3 separate regions of the Muntiacus reevesi genome follow, and regions 1 and 2 are each linked to region 3. A link is a contact called in public Hi-C data. All regions are on one chromosome and are shown on one strand. The core of a region is the stretch at or near the end of the contact, and the rest is flanking DNA. Distances in the headings are between cores, read along the strand shown. Region 1 holds the start of ABCA1 (ATP binding cassette subfamily A member 1). Region 2 holds the start of NIPSNAP3A (nipsnap homolog 3A). Region 3 holds the start of SLC44A1 (solute carrier family 44 member 1).

The links. A called contact is a pair of places that touch in the nucleus more often than the background predicts.
Region 1: a contact with region 3 is called in a Hi-C map of muscle, with 4 times the contacts expected there. The contact joins the promoter of ABCA1 here to the promoter of SLC44A1 in region 3. A contact is called at or near these places in 2 of 3 Hi-C or Micro-C datasets (blood and muscle).
Region 2: a contact with region 3 is called in a Hi-C map of muscle, with 4 times the contacts expected there. The contact joins the promoter of NIPSNAP3A here to the promoter of SLC44A1 in region 3. A contact is called at or near these places in 2 of 3 Hi-C or Micro-C datasets (blood and muscle).

Annotation. Positions count from the first base shown.
Region 1 is chr10:25,952,248-25,954,947 of mMunRee1.1, reverse strand. ABCA1 (ATP binding cassette subfamily A member 1) reads left to right here and starts at 1,439. Exons shown (of 50, transcript XM_065946638.1): 1 at 1,439-1,639.
Region 2 is chr10:25,791,503-25,794,202 of mMunRee1.1, reverse strand. NIPSNAP3A (nipsnap homolog 3A) reads right to left here and starts at 1,424. Exons shown (of 6, transcript XM_065947162.1): 1 at 1,238-1,424. The coding sequence starts at 1,297.
Region 3 is chr10:26,242,715-26,245,414 of mMunRee1.1, reverse strand. SLC44A1 (solute carrier family 44 member 1) reads right to left here and starts at 1,375. Exons shown (of 16, transcript XM_065946996.1): 1 at 1,051-1,375. The coding sequence starts at 1,086.

The DNA of each region.
Region 1 (2,700 bases), core at 190-2,689, 290 kb after region 3:
ACCACAAACCTCATCCCTTCCTAAGAATGAGTGGTCCACAGGACCCAGGGGCCAGGTCACCAAGTTATGAGTAGCTGAGACCCCAGAATTGTCCTAAGGCCCTTAAGTGCTCTTCCAGGGCCTGCATGGGCCTCCTCACTGGATCCATCCTTAGTGTTGACAGAACCACTGACATATGGACCTGGGTTCAAATCATGGTCTGGAGGGGCTTGTGCAGCTGGGGGCCCAGATGCACACCTGCAGATTCTTCTGGAATATGATGGAGCTGGGGATGGGAAGCAAAGTTGTCTGGGAGCCTGCTCTCCTGCTCTACCCCTTTCTTGTCAAACCTCAAGTCAAAGCCTAAGGAGTCTGGTTGTGAATCTACCCTTCCCAGTTGCTCCAAAGGTATCTCTGTCAAATAGGAGGAACTTATTTTACAGTTTGTTAGCTTTATTTTTGAGTTAAATATTGAGACTTAAAAGTATGTGGGCCTCCATTTGTGCACTTCTGTTCCTCAAATGTTATGGGCTCTCTTGCTCTTGCCTGTTAAAGCCAAAGCCAGAAGAAGAAGCTGAAGAATTGGAATGGTTATGTAATTTTACAAGACTGCGATTCTCTAGCAGTACTTTGCGAACCTGTAGAAACCTAAATACAAGCCCACGTGTATTTATCTATCACTGCTGACTAACATGGTGAAAATAAAAAGGAGATTGGTCCACATTGTTCGGGTTTTCTGTGGCCTCCCCCCCTCCTCCCAGTTTGCCAAGGGAGGGAGCAAGACAGTTTTCAGGGGTCCTCCTGGGACTTGGGAGGTCCAAAATTGGGAACCCCAAAGGTCCTTGAATTCCAAAGTCAGGGTTTGTGGTGGACAACAAAACCAGTCAATTGTCCAGAGGACTGTCCATCTTCTCCCAAATCTGGGCATTTAAAGGAAAAAAAAAAAAAAAGACGAAAGGGTTGGCATCCCTAGGGGTTTCAGCCTTGCTTTCTCTTCCCCTTCCTTCTCCTATCTCCGCCCCCCAAGTCCCTCCAGCTGAGTAAATTAACAAAGGAAACAAAAGTTGCTGAAAGAACTAGTTTAGCGAAAGCTATTGGTTGCCCTGAACCTGGATAAGAGTCTCTGGCGGGCTCACTCCCAAGACCGGCGTTCGCCCCTATCCCTGCGCCGGCGGGCGGGTCTGGGGCGCGGGGCGCGCACCTACGCCGAGGGTAGGCTGGCTGCACCCCACTGGCGCCCTCCGCCCCCAGCCCCGCGCGCGGCTGGACGTCGCCCGTTTAAGGGGCGGGACGCGGCTCCACGTGCTTTCTGCTGAGTGACTGAACTACATAAACAGAGGCCGGGAAGGGGGCGGGGAAGGAGGGAGAGAACAGGCTTTGACCGATAGTAACCCCAGCGCTCAGCGCCGCCGAATCTATAAAAGGAACTAGTCGCGGCAAAACCCCGGTAATTCCGAGGCAGAGTGAGTGCTGCCGGGGCCGGCAGAGACGCGCCGACACCTCTCTCTCTCCCCGGGCGCAGGTGGGCAGAAGAGGGGCGTGCAACCAGCGCCGCCACAGCCAATTTCTCGGGGCGCTTTGCTCCCTTTACGCTCCTTCTTTCCCGAAGGGTTTTTCAAGGGGTTGGGGAAAGAGCCACAAACACAAAAGTGGAAAACAGGTAAGAGTCTCTCCAGCGACTTGGACGTTATTGTTTCGTTTCGGGCCGAGGGGACTTTGGGAAGCTCTGGGTTTCGGGGACTTTAGTCCGAACCCCCACATCCCCACCTACTGCAGCGCAAACAGGGGCTTGTAAATGTGGAGAGGATGTCCTAGGAGGAGCTCTGGAGACCCAAAGACGCGACATCTCTGCGCTCAGGGTTCGCCCGCGGTGGAGCTCGGGGAGCATCTCTGGGCGCGCGGAGACCCGAGCGCAGTGGCTGGGGCGCAGTGGAATCGGGGGCTCCCGGTGGTGCTGGAGGCGCTGCCGCTGGAGTAAGGAGAGTGGCAGGTCTGGCACTGAGCTATTCCCTTTGTTTGGAAGCGCCTGAGCCGGTTGGAACCCTCTCTGGCTGCGGGTCGGCCGGCGCCCACCGGGAAAATTGCCAGGCGTCAGAATCCCCTCGGTTCCTAAGCAGCTAGTCCGGGTCGGGCTCTGATCTGGGGATAGGTCCCCTGCGCCCCCGGACGGGAGCGGCGCTTTATGGCTCACCAAGAATGCGAGTGGGGGCCCTTAGCGCTAGTGCTCTTTTGAGGCCTCGGGGGCTTTGTTTGATCAGGGGGTTCCTGTCCCATAGTCTCCAAACGCTTCCAGGAGCCGCCGCCTCTGACGCTGTGGGAGGCTGGGGATGGGGGTGGGGGAGACGGGCGGGGCGGAGGGACGAGAGTTTTGTTTCTTTAACAAACGGTGGGGAGGGGGGCTTGCGGGAACCTGGAGCTGAGGTGACCCTTCCCTCTGCTCCCCCCCATCTTCCTGCCCTTTGCTGCGTGTCTCTTGGAGCAGCTCCAGGCAGGGCACAGATGGGGAAGCTGGGGTGAGACGGTGCAGCAGAATGACCGAGAGTAACCCCGGCGGGCGGTGCAGAGCTCGCGGCTCCGCGGGCGGCCTGCGCTTCGCGGTGGGGGGAGGGAGGGTTGGGCGCCGGCTGCCGGTGGCCACGGGGGGCACTGATCCACAGCGCCTCCTGGCCGGTGGCCTGGGAATCGGCTCCTTGGTCGGAGTGAGGCCAGGCTGTAAGAGGC
Region 2 (2,700 bases), core at 175-2,674, 450 kb after region 3:
CCTGCATTTGGCAGATGTTCTTTTGGTGCCATTTTACCAAACTTTATTAACACAATATTAAGCAAATAAAAGCTGCCTACTACTTATAGTTTAAAAATATTATAAATAAAATATATCAGATATCAGAAAATGGGTCAATGCAATAGTAACAACTTTTCAGGGAATTCATATTTGGAGATCAAAATATGTGATCAACAGCACACATTTTATTATCACTGGCAGAAGAAATATACAATAGGAAAGCTCAGGGAAAGGTTAACGGCAAGGGGTATGTGGTTTGTGAGAAGTCATGAAGTAATTTTTGTTGATGAGTGCTTCCTTTTCTCTAAATTAGGGCTCATTTTCCTTAGTAGTGACTTCCAATTCATTTATAAGAGAACATCTGGTTGACATTTAATAACGTCAAAGTACAGAATAAAATTCTAAGGAATAATTCTTGATCCTGCCCCAGTAGAGAAAATCAGGATAAAGGCTGTAATGCTAATCTCCGGTGAATGGTTTCTCTTTAGTCTCCACCAGAAAGTCAGTTTGAGAAGGAAGTAAAAGCCTGAATATCAAAAGGAAAAATCTCTAGGTTAGAGTCACAGAATAGGCCAATCCCTGACAGTTAAGCGGAATCACAATAATCTATTTTGTACATTTCTCATTCAGATTAAATGAAGTTGTCATCATCATATTTGCTACGAGGTTCCTGACAGTGGCTGGCTCGGGCACCAACCTCAGGAGACAGTGATAGCTGCGCAGATGCTCCACCACGCGAACCCTGGGCCCTCTCTTTAAGGTTCTCTGCCTGCAAAATGCTGGGAGGTTGTGTATTTCATTTAAAAGGCGGAGAATTGTTCTGTTGCTCCTTCAGTCTGGAGGGGCTTGTCAAAACATACTGAGAGAGGCTGGACCAGTGCCTAGTACAGGCCCCAATGCGGCAACAGCAACCTCGCGGGTCCGCAAAGACGCAGCAGCTGGCGCTTCAGGCGTGTCCTCACGACCAGCGGGCACCCAGGCTAGGCGACCCTGGCAGTGGGTCTTCTCCTAAAGGCACCCTTCCTCCCTCCTTCCGCGCGTCCCAGGGACCCCCGCCTCCGGATTCCGAGACTTGCTAGAACTTCTCGGGCAGCACCGCGCGGGCCGGTCTGGGCCCACTGACGCATGCGCGGCCCGCGCTCTACCCCCGCAGACGCCCCCGCCCCCTGCTCTCCTCCCCCAGGAAACGTTTTGGGCGCGTCCCGGCGGCCGGTACCTGAGGCGCCATCGTTGGAGCGGCCAGGGCCCTAGTCAGGCTCTTTCGGAAGGCAAGCATGGTGCGGCTTCGAGCGCTGAGAAGGGCAGCGGCCGACACTCTTCCTTAAATTCCTCGTCTTGTGTCGTCCTGACTGGCAGGGAGCAGCGCCTGCACAACTGCGGGCGGCCGGCTCTGGGCGGGTCGGCTCCTCCTCCTGAGGGGGAAGCGGGTGGGGCTGGCCGCCCCGTCAGCCGGGCCTCCTCCGCACGCTGAGCTTCGGAAGCGTTTGGTGTCAGCTCTAACTCTCTCCGTTTGTTCTCTAAAACGTTCTTTTCCTCAGCGTCAGAAGTGATATTAGAATTAGCAGGATGTTGACGTCCTCGTTCCTGTACCACCTGTCTGGGCCCATCACCTCGTCTCCTTGCGCACTTGCGTACAGTTAATTGGTAAAAGCGCGCGTGTGGGACGCGAGTGTGTGACCAGGGAGCCATCACTTCTCTCTGTGCATTTTCCTTCCCCGTCCCTACTCACAGCGTGAAGCTGTAAGGCTCCAAATAATTTACATTGTATTTTTCACGAACTCAGAGGAATGGGGGTACCGAGCTAGATATGAACAATTCAAAGATAAACATACGTTGTCAAAATTTTGGAACCCTTAAGCAAAACCTCTGGTCTAGTCTTCCCTATCCCTGATTATTGCTCATCAGAATAACCACCTTCTAACATTTCGAGCTGTTTCTTCTAACGCCTGTTTCTGTATTTTAAAATAACACGCATATTCTGCTGTTTCTTGGGTTTTTTTTTTTCTTTCTTTTCTGTTTAGATAGCATCTTTTGACTCTCTCTATGGGGGAAGAGAATTTACGTCTCTAGTATAGCACTCCCCCCAACTAATTTCCCTTTCTGCATCTAATAGTGTTTCCGCTAAAAAAAAAAAAAAAAATCAATTGATTACATCACTAATTTACATTATTTACATCATATATGTTGATGGTATTCTTGCTAATATTTGCATTATTGCAAACATTAATGTAATATTTCTTATATTATCAACACAAGGGGGGTTAGTTGTGGCTTGTGCAATGACTTGAATCATTCCTTCAGAGGAAAGGATGCTTTTACAAAACAAAGCATTATCTGTGCTCAGACTGGATCTTTATGTTTAAATTAATTTTCTTAGACCTCCCTCCCCTACGCTGGAATTTATAATTCATTCCCTCATTCAAGCTGTATTAATTAAATTTCCTCTATGCTGACTGAATCACTTTTCCAGAAACTGGGGTTCACAGGTGAACAAAACACAATGTCTGTGTGTCCTTGGTACTTCCAGGTTAGGGGAGGCAGACAAATGAAGGAAAAATATATCAGGGATTAAAACAAGGAAAAACAGTAGAATAGGGAGAATCGAGAGTGCTGGAGGTAGGTAGCAGAGACCGCTGGCTATTTCCCAATAGTCATTCTTCTCCCAAACCCCCTTAAAAA
Region 3 (2,700 bases), core at 126-2,625:
TGATTGCTTTTTATCGTATTTGTAAATACACTCACTAATCCACTAAATTAGGTAATTTACAAACAGGTCCTCTCAGTTATTAGCGGACAGCAGTCAAGTCCTATTACATCTGATCCTTATACAGTTGTCTAAAACATTTCTATCCAGGTTAAGGGCTCCGATCGGCAAGAGAGAGAGGCAGGTTAGCGAAATTTGGATGGGGGCAGGGTAGACGCTGGGAGAAATCTCTGCATCTCAGCCCTCAGCGACAACACTCAGCCAGTGTGCCCACAGAAAAACTAAATTCGGCACCTCTTCCTCCTGTTACACTGGCAACAAAGAGGGAGTTTCCGTAACGCTCCCGTCACCCTCCAGGTGCCCAATCTCCTTCCCAGCGCAATCCCCGCGCTCCCGCAGGGGCCTCGGTGTGCGAAGAGGCCTGGGTGTCTGAGGTCAAGGCACAAAGGGGGGATGGGGTGGGAGGCGAGCCGCTGGAATCTGGGAAACCGGGTCGTAGGAGGGCTCCGGGATCCTCTTAAACGCTTGAACCTGGGCCGGGGGCAGCCGGCAGGAGAAAAGGGACAGAATCTCCAATAGAGCAGAAACTGTAATAAGGTGGGAGATGGGGCGAACAGCCCAAGCTGGAGCTACTCCTCCAGGAAGCACAGAGGATAGTCTGTAGATGTGGAGCGGGCGGACTCCAAGGAGGTGGGAAGCGAGGAGGCAGGCCCGGAAGACGAAGGAAGGGGGGGTGCCACCTGGGGCAGAGAGCAGGCGTCCTTGTTGCCTCTACCTGCGGGCTGGCGGGACGCGCCGCTCAGGTGTGACTAGGAGGCGGCGGCCAAGTCTGCAAGGGGCGCCCCGGGGGCCGCGCTGAGGCGCCTGCCAGTCGGCTGCCCTGGGAGCCAGCGCGGGGGCTACGGCGGGACAGGGGGAGGTGCGGGTGGGGGGCGTCTCTGGAGTGCACGGTGGGCTGAAGGGAAGCTCGCGGGTCGTGGAAGGCGGCGGGCGCCCGCCGCGCGGCGCGGGGGAAGCATCCGGGCGGGCGGCCGGGAGGCGGGAGCCCCTCACCTGCGCGGCTGAGGAGGCGGAGCTGCAGCAGCCCATGGCGGGGCCGGAGGAGCCCGGAGGCGGCGCCGGGCGCGCAGCTACGCCCCGGAGCCTCTCGGCATGCGAGCCGGCGGGCGCCCGGGGAGGGCGCGGCCTGGCCCCACACGACTCGACGGCGGCGGCGGCGGCGGGTACTCAGGAGGCGGCGCGGCTCGGGGCGGGCGCCGACCACATCCCCCGGCGGCGGTGGCAGCGGCTGCGGCTGTGGCTGCGCGGCTCCTGCTCCGCTCCTGCTGCTGCAGCTGCTCCCCAGCGGAAAGGGGCGGGCGGCGGCGGCGGCGGCGCCTCCCCCTGTCCCCCGCCTCCCGCCTCCCGCGCCCAGTCCCTCTCCCGCTCCCTCTCCCGGGCCGCCGCCTCCTCAGCGCCGCGCGCGTCTCCCATCAGACTCCCCGCCCCCAGTGCAGCGCCGCGCGGGCGGCCGGGCGGCTGCGGCCAAAACTAGGCCGGGCCCTTCGGCGCGCGTCGGAGCCTGCGCGGTACCGAGCCCATTTAGCTGTGGCACCGAGGCAGAGCGCTACCTCTGCGCGAGAGGGCGCCTGAGTCTGGGGCGCACGAGGGCTGGGCAGGCTCGCAGCCGAAATGGGGTCGGGTTGTTTCCGGACCCAGGAGGCACGGGCGAGGCTTGCGGAGCTGTTCTGTATCCCTATTGGGCTTGCAACCCGAGGACCCACCCTAATGGTTTCTTACCTCTCAGGTGACTGATTTTTATCCAGAGGAAAGAGTACGCAGTAACCCCGTGGAGAAGTACTATGTGATAGAGGACAAGGAGAAACAAGCATCTGTTGCTACTCGCCCCATTTTGCTGATATGGAAACTATGTCTTGAAGGCACCGAGAGTTTGATGGAATGCACCCAAGGTCGAAATTGTTATAGAGGGACGAAAATAAGGAAAAGGGAAAAAATTCTCCAGGTCTCTTAATTCAGAGACATACTGGATCTGAACGAAACTTTACACAGAATAGTCCACACACACACACACACACACACAAATGAGTATTAATTCATCATATTAAAACATACGTATACCGCAGGTATACTAAGTTCCAGTAATTTACAAGCACTGGGAATAAAGAGGTGAACCAAACGACCAAAGTTCCTGCTGTCTTAAAAGTCCTTGTTGTTCCGCGAATATGCTAGGCAGTATCAGCAAGTTAAGAGTAAGTACTTAGCTGTCACCATCTTCAAGAACTACAACCCCAAGAGGCTGAGAAAGTGTGATATGAGAACAGTTAAAATGTGGTAGGAATAAAACTATAGATCATGCTTAATATTAGAACCACTTACGAGGCACTGTTTTAAGCTTTTTCATGTTTCCCTTCATCCTGTCAAAAGAATGTCTTAAAGACAGAATCAGTTAGGGGAAAAAAACTTATTTGCAAAGGTGCAAAGGAGACTAGAAGGCCTGACTGCCAAATGAAAGACTGCAAGTTTTAAAGATTACTCAAAAGCTAAGGGGGGAGGAAACAGTACAGAAATAAGCTGACTTCAGGTGCACTGAAAGGGAATGGAAGCAAAGGAAAATCAAGATGGGAACCTAGGGACCACGAAAGGAAAGGCCAAAGAGGAATTCCCAGTTGGTGTGTTTCAAGTCGTTAGGTCTGTTACCAGGGA